2 separate regions of the Mus musculus genome follow, and region 2 is linked to region 1. A link is a contact called in public Hi-C data. All regions are on one chromosome and are shown on one strand. Each heading gives the region's core, a stretch centred on a gene start, on an enhancer-like site or on the middle of the called end of the contact. The rest is flanking DNA. Distances are from core to core; before and after follow the strand shown. Region 1 holds the start of Ing1 (inhibitor of growth family, member 1). Region 2 holds the start of Kbtbd11 (kelch repeat and BTB (POZ) domain containing 11).

Region 1 (5,664 bases), core at 862-3,361:
AGGCACTTGTGAAATAATTCTGGTCAATTGAATAAAATACCTTTTGGGTTTGTGTGTCCATGAATTCAATAAACAGAATGGAATGGTTATTAAAGCATATGTAACTCTGAAAGATAACCAGGTTCAAACTCCAGCTTGGTTATCTTTGGAAAAGGTCAACTATTCCTAATCTTCATTAAACCTAGATAAATGTTCATTCATGGCCCAACGCACGCTGCGACTAAAATACCTGTTTCTTAATTGCTATTGTGCCTTTAAACTGGTTATAAGATCTGAGGAAAAGGCCACATTTCATATTCAGTTCTGTACCCCTCTCCACACTTAATTACACGTCGTGTTCTCAAGCCATGCAGTTAGCCTTTTGTGCAACTATTTTCTTCTGGCAATTACGTGGAAAAACTTCATTATTCTGGTTTTGACTAGGGCTGAAAGCAGTTGGTTCTGCTAGTAAAAACCAGCACCAGACAGCCAAGCGAACTTCCTCCTGCAGAAATGCACTGCCCTGTGCTTCAGAAGCAAACGACCCAATCTGAACGATCTAACTCAACTGACAGTCTCTGGCTGCGTTATGACCCTCCACAAGACTCTATTTAAGATATACAGCGTTGGAAATGTCGTAGATGTCACGGGGTTGCATGGAGTACTTTCACACCTGCCGAAGGGGGTAGGGCATCACAGTGTTTCCTGAACCTGTTCCAAATCCTTTCCAATTACACCCTCTAGTTCTGAAGCGGTGAGTCTTGTTCTGCCGGAGGATGAATGCCTGAGGCTGAAACACGGCAAACTCCAGATGGCTGAAGGCTGCGAGCTGACCCGGCGCAGCAGACACCGCAGGCGAGGCAGAGCGCCATCACCAGCCCTGCGCACCTGAGGCCACAGCAGCGGGTCCACCGCTCTCGCCCAGGCGGCCGAGCAAGATTGAGGACCTGGGACTCAGAGGGGCGAATAGGACAGCCGCACCACAGTCCCAGCCATACAAAGGCGCGAATGTGGCGACCACAGGCCAGGCTCCGCCCCAGGGCGGTGCCTAGGCAGGAAGAGGGCGGGACCGCCGGGGCCCGTCGCCTAGGCAACCCCTCGCTCTGCCCGGGCTTTTCAGAAAGCCCTAAATCCGGCAGCTGTGGGGGAAGGGCGGGATGGGAAGCTGAAGGTTGTGCTCCCCTGCGGGAAGCACACTGCGGTGCCCGCTGCCAACTCAGTGTGACGAGGACATGGGCAGCCTCAGATGCGGCAGGGAGGGGAAGAGCTAGTTAGGATCAGAGAAGAGCTGCTCCCGCCAGCCCGCCCACCGTAGATCTCCGCGCTGAAAAGAGCACCCCTCGGGGGCCCCTTTGTCTCCAGGCCATTCTAAACCCAGCACCGGGAGGCGACACAAAGGGACGATGGGGGCGGAAGGCGCAGGCGCGTGGAGGCGCCGAGGATGCTGGGAGTGGTGGTCCCTTTGCGTGTCGATAGCTGCCCTCCCGCGCGGGTCCGCATCCATCGCCAGGGAGCTGCGCCTGCGCGTCCACTTCCGCCTCGCTCGGCTCCGCCCGCTCGTCCCTCCTGGAAGAGGACAGCTCTCTAGTACTAGGCGTGCGGGGGGCGTTGCCGATCCCACCACACCTCCTTCTCGTCCAGATTGGCCGCAGAGGTAAGAGTCGCAAGGGGATTGGCTGACGCCGTTGCCATTTCTGTTCGGGGGCCCTATTTATACCGCGCTAGGAGGCGGGGGAATGCAGTTAACCCAGCGGAGGGTGGCTCTTCTCAGGTTAGTCGGTTTGAAGGCAGCGATCTGGAGGCTCGTCCGGCCCCGGCGTGTCTCGAGGAGCAGGCTAGCACCCCGCGGTTCCCGGCCGGCGTGCGGCTCCGCCCAGTAGGTCCGCCACCGAGTGTCAAACTCCTAGTAAAGTTTCGCGTCGCCGGTCTCCCCTGCCCAGGCGACCCCGCCGCTGTCCCCTCGGCGACCCTGGCCCCCAGCGACAATGACAGGCCACGCCCCCGCGCGGGCCGGCCTCGCGGCCCGCCGCCCCCCGGCCCGGGACGGTGAGGGGCGTGAATGCGGTGGGGGCGGGGCCGCCTCCGGGAGGAGGGGTGGCGGGGCGCATGCGCGCTGCGCGCGGGGCTGAATGTTTCCCAAGTGTTTGAAACTGGTATTTGGGTTTTCCACGTTGGACAAGTGCGGCGAGGCGGGCGGCGGAGCGCGCCCTTCCCGCAGCCGGCCCCGCTCTCTCCGCTCTCCACGCTGGTGGCGGGTGGGCGGCGGTGGCCGGCCCTCTTTGGGTGTGTGCGCGCTAGTACGCACGGCCCCCCGCGCCGCCCGCCGCCCGGGAGGGGGCCTGCACGGCCGGCGGGGTGTGCGCTTGAGCTTCGGCCGCCGCGGCCCGCGCCTGCAGGCGCCGGGGTCCCCGCGGCCCCGGAGGCGGCGCGGCAGGCGCCAGATGTAGCCGCCGGCCAGCCCGGCCGGAGCGGCGGGGGGGCGCGGAAGGGCGAGAGAGCTTTGCATTTTGCAGTGCTGTTTGAGGGGGGCGGGGGGTGGAGGAAGCGGAAAGCCGCCGAATCGCCGGGGACCTCCGGGGTGAACCATGTTGAGTCCTGCCAACGGGGAGCAGATCCACCTGGTGAACTATGTGGAGGATTACCTGGACTCAATCGAGTCACTGCCTTTCGACCTGCAGAGGAACGTCTCGCTGATGCGGGAGATCGACGCCAAATACCAAGGTACGGCGGGTGATGGATGGGCGGGGGCGGCCGCGTCCATCCCTGGGTCCCGGCGGCGAGGCTGACCGGTCCTGCTGGAGCCGGAGCGCCCGGTAGCGTCCTCGGAGGGCTAGGAACAAAAGGTCTGGAGCGCCTTTGATACGCCGAGGTCCTTGTGTACCGAGCTCCGGGACATGGAGAAGGAAGGAGCGCGAACGGCTGGCTGCAAGGCTGCGCGACCAAAGCGCTCTTTGTAGTGAAGTGATGAGGCGGTGCTGCGGGGGAGGGGGCGCGGGGCTCGGCCGCGTCCTCGGGGAGGGGGTGAAGGCGGCCGCGCGAGGTGGAGTGCTATGCGGGCGCCGCGGCCGTAGGGCGCGGGCACCGGGCTAGAGAGAGGGCTGCGGGCCGTACTCCGGCGGAGCTGAGTGCGGGTCCGGAGAGTCGCCGCCTCCCGCCAGGTTCTGGTTCTAAGTGTTACATAAAGTACTGGGCAGTCCTGACTCGGGGTCGCGCGATCGCCCAGGCCCTGCTCTCCTGGGCCCTCTCTTGGCTCTGGACAGGGCTCCGGGCCGACTGCGAGGGGCGCCGGCGCGGTGTGTCTTGGGGAGGAAGAGGGTGAAAGGGAGGATCGCAGCCGACTAGGTGTACGACTGCGCTGCGATCGGTGGACGCGAGCTGGGCTCTGGCTGGAGAGGAGCGGGGCAGGTGAGGGACCTGCAGCCCACCCGAAGACCCGGGCTGCCCAGAGTGGCGAAGAGGCGGAGCCTGCGTGCCCGCCGGGAACTGTTGGCTGTTGGGGAAACTTTGCTGTGAGGTCAGGGGGCTCTGTTTTGAACGTGGATGGCCGCTCGGAGTTTACTCTTGTTTACAGAACTGCGCAGCAGGGAAACGGAAGAGTTGGGGGTGGTGGAGGGCCACTGCCCAGCACTGCATACAGAGACTTGCTGGGGAAAGCGCCCCTGCGCGCTCTATCCGAGATGCAGCTTCGCAGCTCGGTTTATAGGAGAATCATTAGCATATTGCGGAACGTTCCGCCTCTGCGGCCCTTTGATTGGTCGCAACATCCCCCGTGGAATGTCCTTATCATTGTGCTACAGAGTCATTGGGGGGCGGGCAGTATGGGGGCGGGCTTTGCTCGGGACTCGCTCCAGTCTGTGTTTCCGCTGTCTGCTTTTTTTTTTTTTTTTTTCCTCTGGTAGAGGGCCGGGCGGAGAGAGGAGGTGAGTTGATTTGAATGTCTTCGGGTCGCCCGTCCTCTGGCCTTGGGTTGGCTCCTGTCGCTGCTGGGGCGGGCCACCGTCGCTGGCTCTGCGCGCTGATTGGTGTACCTCCTGGTCTCCGCCCTCAGCGTCGTCGACTCACATAGGCTTCGGGCGGGGCGGGGCAGGGCGGGGCGCGCTTCCTGAGTCTCGTAGGCTGGAGTGGATCGCGGCCACTTTCCGGCTGCGAGGCTATGGCGGCGGTGGCCTCCGGGAGGATGCTGCGCTTACCTTCTCTGCTCTGGCTCCCCGCGGGAGCCTCTGATCGCTTGTCGCGTTTCCGGTAGGCTTGAATGAGCGGGAGTGCCTCTGTCGGGACTGCGGGTCTGTGTGTCCCGTGCTGTCCTCCTGCGGGCTCGTGTGTCCGAATGGCTCTAGAATATTCAAGTCCTTGCTCAGAACTACTGTTGGCAGACCGAGTTTTTGACGGCCGCCTTAGTGCTTCAGATGTAGAAGAGTTCGAAAGGAGGGTCTATGTTTTGGTTGTTGTAAATGGAGTTTGTTGCTTGAATTACTTTTCAAATATTATAGAAAATACCCCCAGGAAGCAATGCCTCTTTCTTAAGCGCAACCTTATATAAAGTTAAAGTGGCTTAAAGTAATTGGACAGATTAGATGGAACTGCAGGCCCATTTAGTCACTACCTTTATCCTTGTTGGTACTGAATGGTGGCCCAGCAGCAGGCTGAGGCTGAGCTGACAGGTGCCTCCCTGTGTGGAAGTAGTGCTGTCCTTGTTTGTTGCTTTTACCAACATTTTTGTTTTTATCAAATATTTTACGTAGGGTAACTAAAAATCTGTGTTATTGTGTGAGCTCCACAATAGCTTCTGGTAAGTTTTTGATGGCATTTTTCTCCACAAGCTTCACCTGGATTAAGGCAGGAAGAAGCAGTCATTTTCATTTAAATTAGCAACGGGAAGAATTACTCTTTTACAAAATACCAGTATAATCTTTGAAACATTGCTGGGTGTGATGGCAGGAGCCAGAGATCCCGGTTGGAGACAGGACCGGCTCTGATTGTATGCCATTTAACCCAGGATGGAGCTCAAAAAACAATTTGCTATTGGTTTTGTTATTTTTTCTCATTGACCTGGAACTCTTAAAGATCCACTTGCCCTTCCTTCTAGTATTAAAGGTATGTGCCATCATGCTCCAAAATGTGTATCTTAGGTTGTCTTTGGTAAGTTAAGTCAGTCGACTTACCTAGAAACTTCCTTTTAGATACTAGGACTGTACATGCCTCCTGTGTGGGGTCTGTTGTTCTTCCATGAATAATGCCTGCAGAACCTGTATGTAGCCTTACCTGTTGAGAGACTTCAGTGTCAGCCCTTGTGTTGTCTTCTAGGGTTTTGTTGGGGTGTGTGTGTGTGTGTGTGTGTGTGTGTGTGTGTGTGTGTGTTGAAACAGGGTCTTGATAAGTAGCTCTGGCCAGCCTGGAACTCTAAAGAGGTTTGACCCTGCCTGAATTGCCGTTTCCTGTCAGAGAAGCACAGAGTAGGGAGGCGGTGAATTTCTAGGTATCCTCTCTGACTGCCAGCCCGTCCACACAAGCATCTCTAGTAATTCCTTTAATAGATGGCAAAAAGGTCTCAAGGAAAATCTGATACCATTTACTGTTTGAGAAAAATACTCTTGGAGTTTTCTGGTATGTCCCATATTTCAAAAACAAAATAGTTTTTCCTTAGCGCACACAGAATTTCTTGGAGGTGTGGGTGGTTAATCAATT
Region 2 (5,875 bases), core at 2,626-5,125, 3.5 Mb after region 1:
GGATAGGAGGGGAACCCGGCTCTACCTGTATCAGATGTGTGACCAGGAACAAGTCCATTGCAAACTCACAAACATTAAGTCTCCTTCACTGTAACAGGGAGGCGTGTCGACTCCCTGGTAGACTGTAGAGCCGTAAATCCCAGCTTCCTTAACCCCATATGGGGTCCCAAAAAGTTAGGCAGCAGTAGAAGGATGTGCAAAAGACAAAAATCTCTTTGAAACTAATCATATAATACATCGGGGTGTTTCCTGCAACACTCGCCCAAGTACCCTGATAACTTCTGAACACAAGGCATCGGCACCTCGCGGGACAGCGCCAATGGATGCCACCTGAAACACCTTGGCTCAGATTTGCTGCTAGCGTTAGGAAGTACAGGGGCTTTGCTGCATGTACTAACTCTCTGCTCGCACACAAACAGTGTTTAATTACAGGAAACAAAGACTTTCAATGTCTTCCTATTGCCATTTCTCAGCATGTGTCAAAATTAGTGCATTTCATGTGAATATTTCATTTTTAAAATTGCTGTCATTAGTCACTTGAGTGTTATAAAAAACGTTCAATGAATCTTGTCTTAGGATTAGGACAAAATTTCCAATAACTTAATGAGATGACCTGCCATTCCGTACTACGTAACTTATATGAAATAGTGCTCTCAGCATTGACAATTATAAAATAAAACTACCGTCTCGGGGCTGCAAAGATGGCTCGACAGTTAAGTGTGTGTACTGCATATCCAGCACGTCCCAGTTTAGCTCCCAGGATAAGTGCCGTGCTGTGGAATTACAGCTCAAGTCCACCTGCATCTCCAGCTCCAGGGTCTGACACCTCTGGCCTCCACACCCAACACACAAATGTATAACTGTAAAGAAAAAATAAAACCTTTTAAAATTGACCATCTCTGAAAAAAAATAATAAGGATGCTTTGCATCCTGCAAGATCAAGTAATCAGCAGAGATTGAATTCTTTCTTCAAAAATAAATAATCAGATCTTTTTCATTAGTATGCAAATCTCCTCTCATCTTTAATAAATGGTAAAACCCTGAATATACCAAATGTGGCTGGTTTGGAATAAATCTGTGGTTCATCGTCAATACAAGTGTGATTTGTATTCTTGTGGAAGTGAAGCCCCTTTCAACTGCAGACAATTTATTAACACATTTTAAGCAATATCTCAATATAACCATTAAAATTTTATTTCCTTTTAAAGTTATTCTTTTAAAAAAAAGGCTACTAGGATTCACACTTGCAAACTTGCTGGCTTAGTAAGTGGATGCCCTTAAATTTCCTTTGTAAGGATTTCTCTCCTCTCAGGAAAGGAGCTACAGTCTGCTAAATAAGGCAGGGTCCATGCAGACCTCCAGCCCACAGAAAGCGGCATCAGAGACAAGGGGCAGCAGACATCTGGTCTAAGTGGGCATTCCTGGTCCATTATCATGGCTTTTAATTCAGGAAGACACAGAGCTGAAGAGTCCATTCTTGTGGTATTCAGCTGTACAGCATGAGGTACCATCTCAGACCAGTGTGTGTGTGTGCATGTGCGTGCGTGTGTATGTGTGTGTGTGTGTGTGTGTGCATGCGCGCGTGTGCGTGTGTTTTCCAGGAATGCAACTGTAGTTTAAAATGCGCGGAAGGACATGAATGATGCAGAATCACCTCACGAGTGGCAACCATCTCCATAGTCACGGTCGCCTTGGACACTTCATAGACAACACAGAGCATGACCTCTGAGTACCAGGCTCCTAGGCACCGGTCTGCGGTGTGTGAAGAGAAAGGAGAGCCCAGGCAGCTCAGCCACCATATCTAAGACGCATCTGAAAGAATCCACATGCAGATTGGTGGCGGCGTTTCTAGGAGTGGCCTGGTCAGACAAGGCTGGTACTTAAGGGAGTCCCATGGGGACAACTTCCCTCTTACACAGCATGGATTGGATTTTGAAATGAACCAACAAACATCTAATTATTTATTCTTAATGCCGAAAAGCTGGAAGTACTTAGAGTAACTGGCTCCATTCCTGACAGTCATTGGAATTTAATTGCTTGGGGGAGGGGGTAGCAGTGCAGAACATGAAGTCTTACGGGCTTTAAAAAATCCTGGGGACTGTCTGGTCTGGCATCTGTGAGCAAACAACACCCAGGATCCCCACAGGAGCCAACTAAAGCGCTTAAGAGTAGGAACGAGGTGTGACATGGGTATGACCTACAGGCAGGCAACCTTCCTTTTATACTTCACAAGGCTGCGTGCAGGAAAGATCAACCATAAAGGCACAGACGGAGAGAGCTGAGAGCTCTCAGGGCAATGGTAGAATCGGGGGAACGCCCTCCCTGGAGAAAGATGGCTCCACTACCCACTGCACAGCATACATCCTTCCATCTGACTTGGGTACTGTCAGGGAGACAGGTTGAGCATCTTGTCCCTGTCAGGTTTGAGAGGGATGACTGCATTCAGGGTGTCGTCTGCGTGCTGCTGCTGGCTCTCTCCCAGCCTGTTGCTCTGACCTGGACCTGGTCGGTTTTACCCAGCACTAAGGGTGTGAAAGGCTCAGTCAGTGCCACACCTGTTCACACCTGTCTCTGGGAGATAGCCACGGTGATGCATCTCAAGTCTGCAGTACGGTCCGGTTCTTCCTGAGGCAGGAGGATTCGATGGCACACTCCCTCCGCGATTACAGTCCTGGTCAGTTTCAGGACCTCATGAAGCATGAAGAATTTCCAACTAATTACCACACCTCTGGCAAATTTCAATGACGTCACTGAAATAGAGTCTATAAATGTGTAAGTGGGGAAACACATGGCAGGTAACCCCCAAACACCCCCTCTACGAGACACCAGAAGGTTATTTTTAATTACTTCCTTTACTTTTTTTTTTTCATCCTTTCAGAAAATTTCCATGAACAGCCTACTTAGTGTATAGCTTTGTAAAAATCCCTGTTGGAATGGGGTTGGGGTAGGTCTGTAAATGGTACCCAGCCCAGTGTGGGAGCTGGTCCACCCAGCATCCAGAGCCAGGATGATGGAGGCTGGGCACGTGGAGAAAGCCCTGAGGCCGCATCCTGGTCACCTTTCTGCCTTTTCTCCACCCACGTGTAAATGGAGACACACTAAGAGACCTTGAGAGTTACCTATTTGAGGACAAACTGAAATTAACATAATGAAAATGAAAATGATCTCAGCCTGTTTCTATTGTAACCAACAGGAACGGAAGGAAGGAGTCATTCCAGCAGTTTGCAGCTTTCTGCCCTGGTTGATGCCTGGCTACTGAACAAGAAGCGTTTTTACAGCTTTGGTGTTGAACTCAGAAAGGCTGGTGGTATAAATTGGCCAAGAATATCAAAGCAGAGTAGAGAGCAAATGTTCACATCCTCTGTTCACAGAAATCTGGCCATCGGTAATTTGCATAAAGCTGTTAAAAGAAGCATTTATCCCAGGATCAACCCTGATTTGACACACACTCCTTATGTTACCCGAGGCTGCCCACACAAGAGGAGAAGGCCAGTCTAGACACCAAGAAATGTCCACCAACTGGTTGGTCAGCTTCACTATACAGAACTTTCTTAAGATTCTAGACTCTATCAGGATGTGGGCAACAGATTTTTAATTACTATGTGTGGGATCGCTTCTTACAGATGCTCAGCGGGACCCAGGATGTAATGCTGGAGGTCAAACAGCCAAGAGCGCCCTAGGTAGGGCAAAGCTCGCGGCAGACACCTGTTCCTGGTGCTTTTTGGGGTTGGGAAGGGCTCAACAGGTCATGCCCGCGGGGTGCAGCAGCGGGGTCTCTTTACTGGAGGTGCTCTGTGCGCCACGGTGCTGCTGTCAAGGCTGGAGGCTACCAAGAGCGAGCTCCCAGCTTCTGCTCACTTGGTCTGGAATGGGTTAAGTGCGGAGGCGCAGGAGCTGTTGCGGGCAGGCGCCGGGCACCGCGCACACTAGATCCACGGAGGGCTAGCTCAGCTGCAGCCTCTGCCGGAAGACCCCCAAGCCGTAGGTGGCAGGCGGGGACAGCGAGGTGCACGCGCGCCCCGGCCGTGGGCGGCCTCCCAGCTCGCGCTCCCTCCAAGTGCAGGGCATACTCAGTCGCTGCCAACCCGGAGGTTGGCACGCGTGCGGAGGAGCCCGGCGCGTTCCCGGCATCGGGAAAGCGCACAGAATCGCAGCGCTCGCACAGGTGCGTGGAAGGTTCGCTCGCCCCGGGGGCGCTCACACAGGTGCGCGTGAATGGTCGCGTGCGCATGCGCGTCACACACCCCACGCCCCCCGGCCAGGCTGCGCGTCCTGGGCTCGGGTGGGTTTGCAGGGGTGGAGGGAGAGCGGCGAGCTGCGAGCGGTGAGGTAGGGGCCCGGGCGCGGCCTGCGGGACTCCTGGAGGATGGAGGGCCTTGTGGGTGGTAGGCAGGGACGCTGCTCTTGGAGGGAAGTGGGGACTGGGGGTTCGGAGGACCGGATTGATCCAAGAAAAAAAGCACCGGGCGTGGCGTGGGAGGACGACAGGCGACAGTGAGTCGCCTGCACGGGCCCCTCCCTGGCATGGGTCTGGCCGCTCCCCTCCTGCTGCCTGTGACACTGGGTTCTTTATGGGGGGGGGGGTGCAGCTCAGGGACTGGGCGCTAGCTAGCTCGGAAAGTGGACATGATTTGGCGGACCCGGACGGGGACCCCCTAGGCAGACTCTTGACGCCACGGGTAGTCTGCGGGACGCGTGGGCCACGCACAGCTACAGTATTCGTTCGGGGAGCCTCGGCTCGTAGAGCCAGACAGTGGGTCAGGGATGCCTGGTGGCCTGCGCGGGTACGTGCCTGACAGCACGGTGGGGAGGGGATGGAAGGAGGAAAGCGCGCTGCATTTAAATTAGGATTGAGTGCGCGGTTCGCCTTCATCCTGGGAAGAGGCTGGGAGTGGAGCCCAAGCCTTCCTGGAACCTTGCCAGCCCCGCTGTGCGGCTGGGACAACCCCTTCCAGGGCAGCCAACCCCCTCCAGGGCGGTGGGGGCAGGTCCTGCCGAGTTCCTCTCGGTTGGCCCTCTGCACCTGTAGCATTAGACCGGAGAGTTTTCACTCCAACATTATTTAGCTTTCCTAAAGAAGCACTTCTTTCCCCAGCCTGCTACAGTCTAGTCCAGGGATAGAAAGAATGAGCTCTTTTCCCTCCTCTAGCTCCACTCGGGAGCTTATCTTGAAGTTCCCAGCATCTTTCAACACCGAGTGACTAGTCCTTGGTTCCCCGTGGGTTCCCAGCACCCTACTCCTAACCACTGAATTACTCAGTCTCTAATTAGTAACCCTCACCGCTGTCAATGGCGCCCTTAAGCCTTTCATCCTAAGGGTTCCTATTATTAGACCCCCACCCCCACCCCAAGCCCTGCCAGGCAGAAAGGAGCTTTCCTGGGTACCGGGTACCCGGAGTTGCTGGGAAAAAACCGCGTCCCCACACTGACTGACTAGGCGCTCCAACGCTCCCTTCCGGTGTAACTCGGCTAAGGTCCTGATGAGATAAAAAGAATTCAGAGCTTTTCATATCAACTACTAGAAATGGCTCATCATATCATTAGAAAAATACAGAGGAAAGATACTTAAAATGTTTTGTTTACCGTCTGTAAGGTCGTCTCTGGTTTACGAGTTGGGAGAGAGCATTAAATGTGCTTTTCTGTACGAGCCCTTCCCAGCTACACCAGTTTGGGGGCCATTACGCCCTATGTCTAGATCGGTGGGTCACAGGCTGGGTCACATCATCACTTTGTTCTCCCGCGCGGGTGGTGGTCTCTAGTGGGGTATGTTCAGTACAGTCCCAGCATGAACAAAGACTGTCTCTCTCCTTGCAATGCCTTTTGCCAGCACTCCATCTAGGCTCATATTTCAGATGTTTCCTAAACACCATGGCAT

What was found. A called contact is a pair of places that touch in the nucleus more often than the background predicts.
Region 2: a Hi-C map of Th1 cells shows a contact between it and region 1, with 7 times the contacts expected there. The contact joins the promoter of Kbtbd11 here to the promoter of Ing1 in region 1. A contact is called at or near these places in 6 of 484 Hi-C or Micro-C datasets (CD4 T cells, CD8 T cells, Th1 cells and 1 more).

Annotation. Positions count from the first base shown.
Region 1 is chr8:11,554,346-11,560,009 of GRCm38.p6, forward strand. It overlaps Ing1 (inhibitor of growth family, member 1), which reads left to right and starts at 2,112. Exons shown (of 2, transcript NM_011919.5): 1 at 2,112-2,700. The coding sequence starts at 2,565.
Region 2 is chr8:15,007,150-15,013,024 of GRCm38.p6, forward strand. Kbtbd11 (kelch repeat and BTB (POZ) domain containing 11) reads left to right here and starts at 3,876. Exons shown (of 2, transcript NM_029116.2): 1 at 3,876-4,165. It overlaps 5830468F06Rik (a long non-coding RNA gene), which reads right to left. Exons shown (of 2, transcript XR_003947516.1): 2 at 3,582-5,875.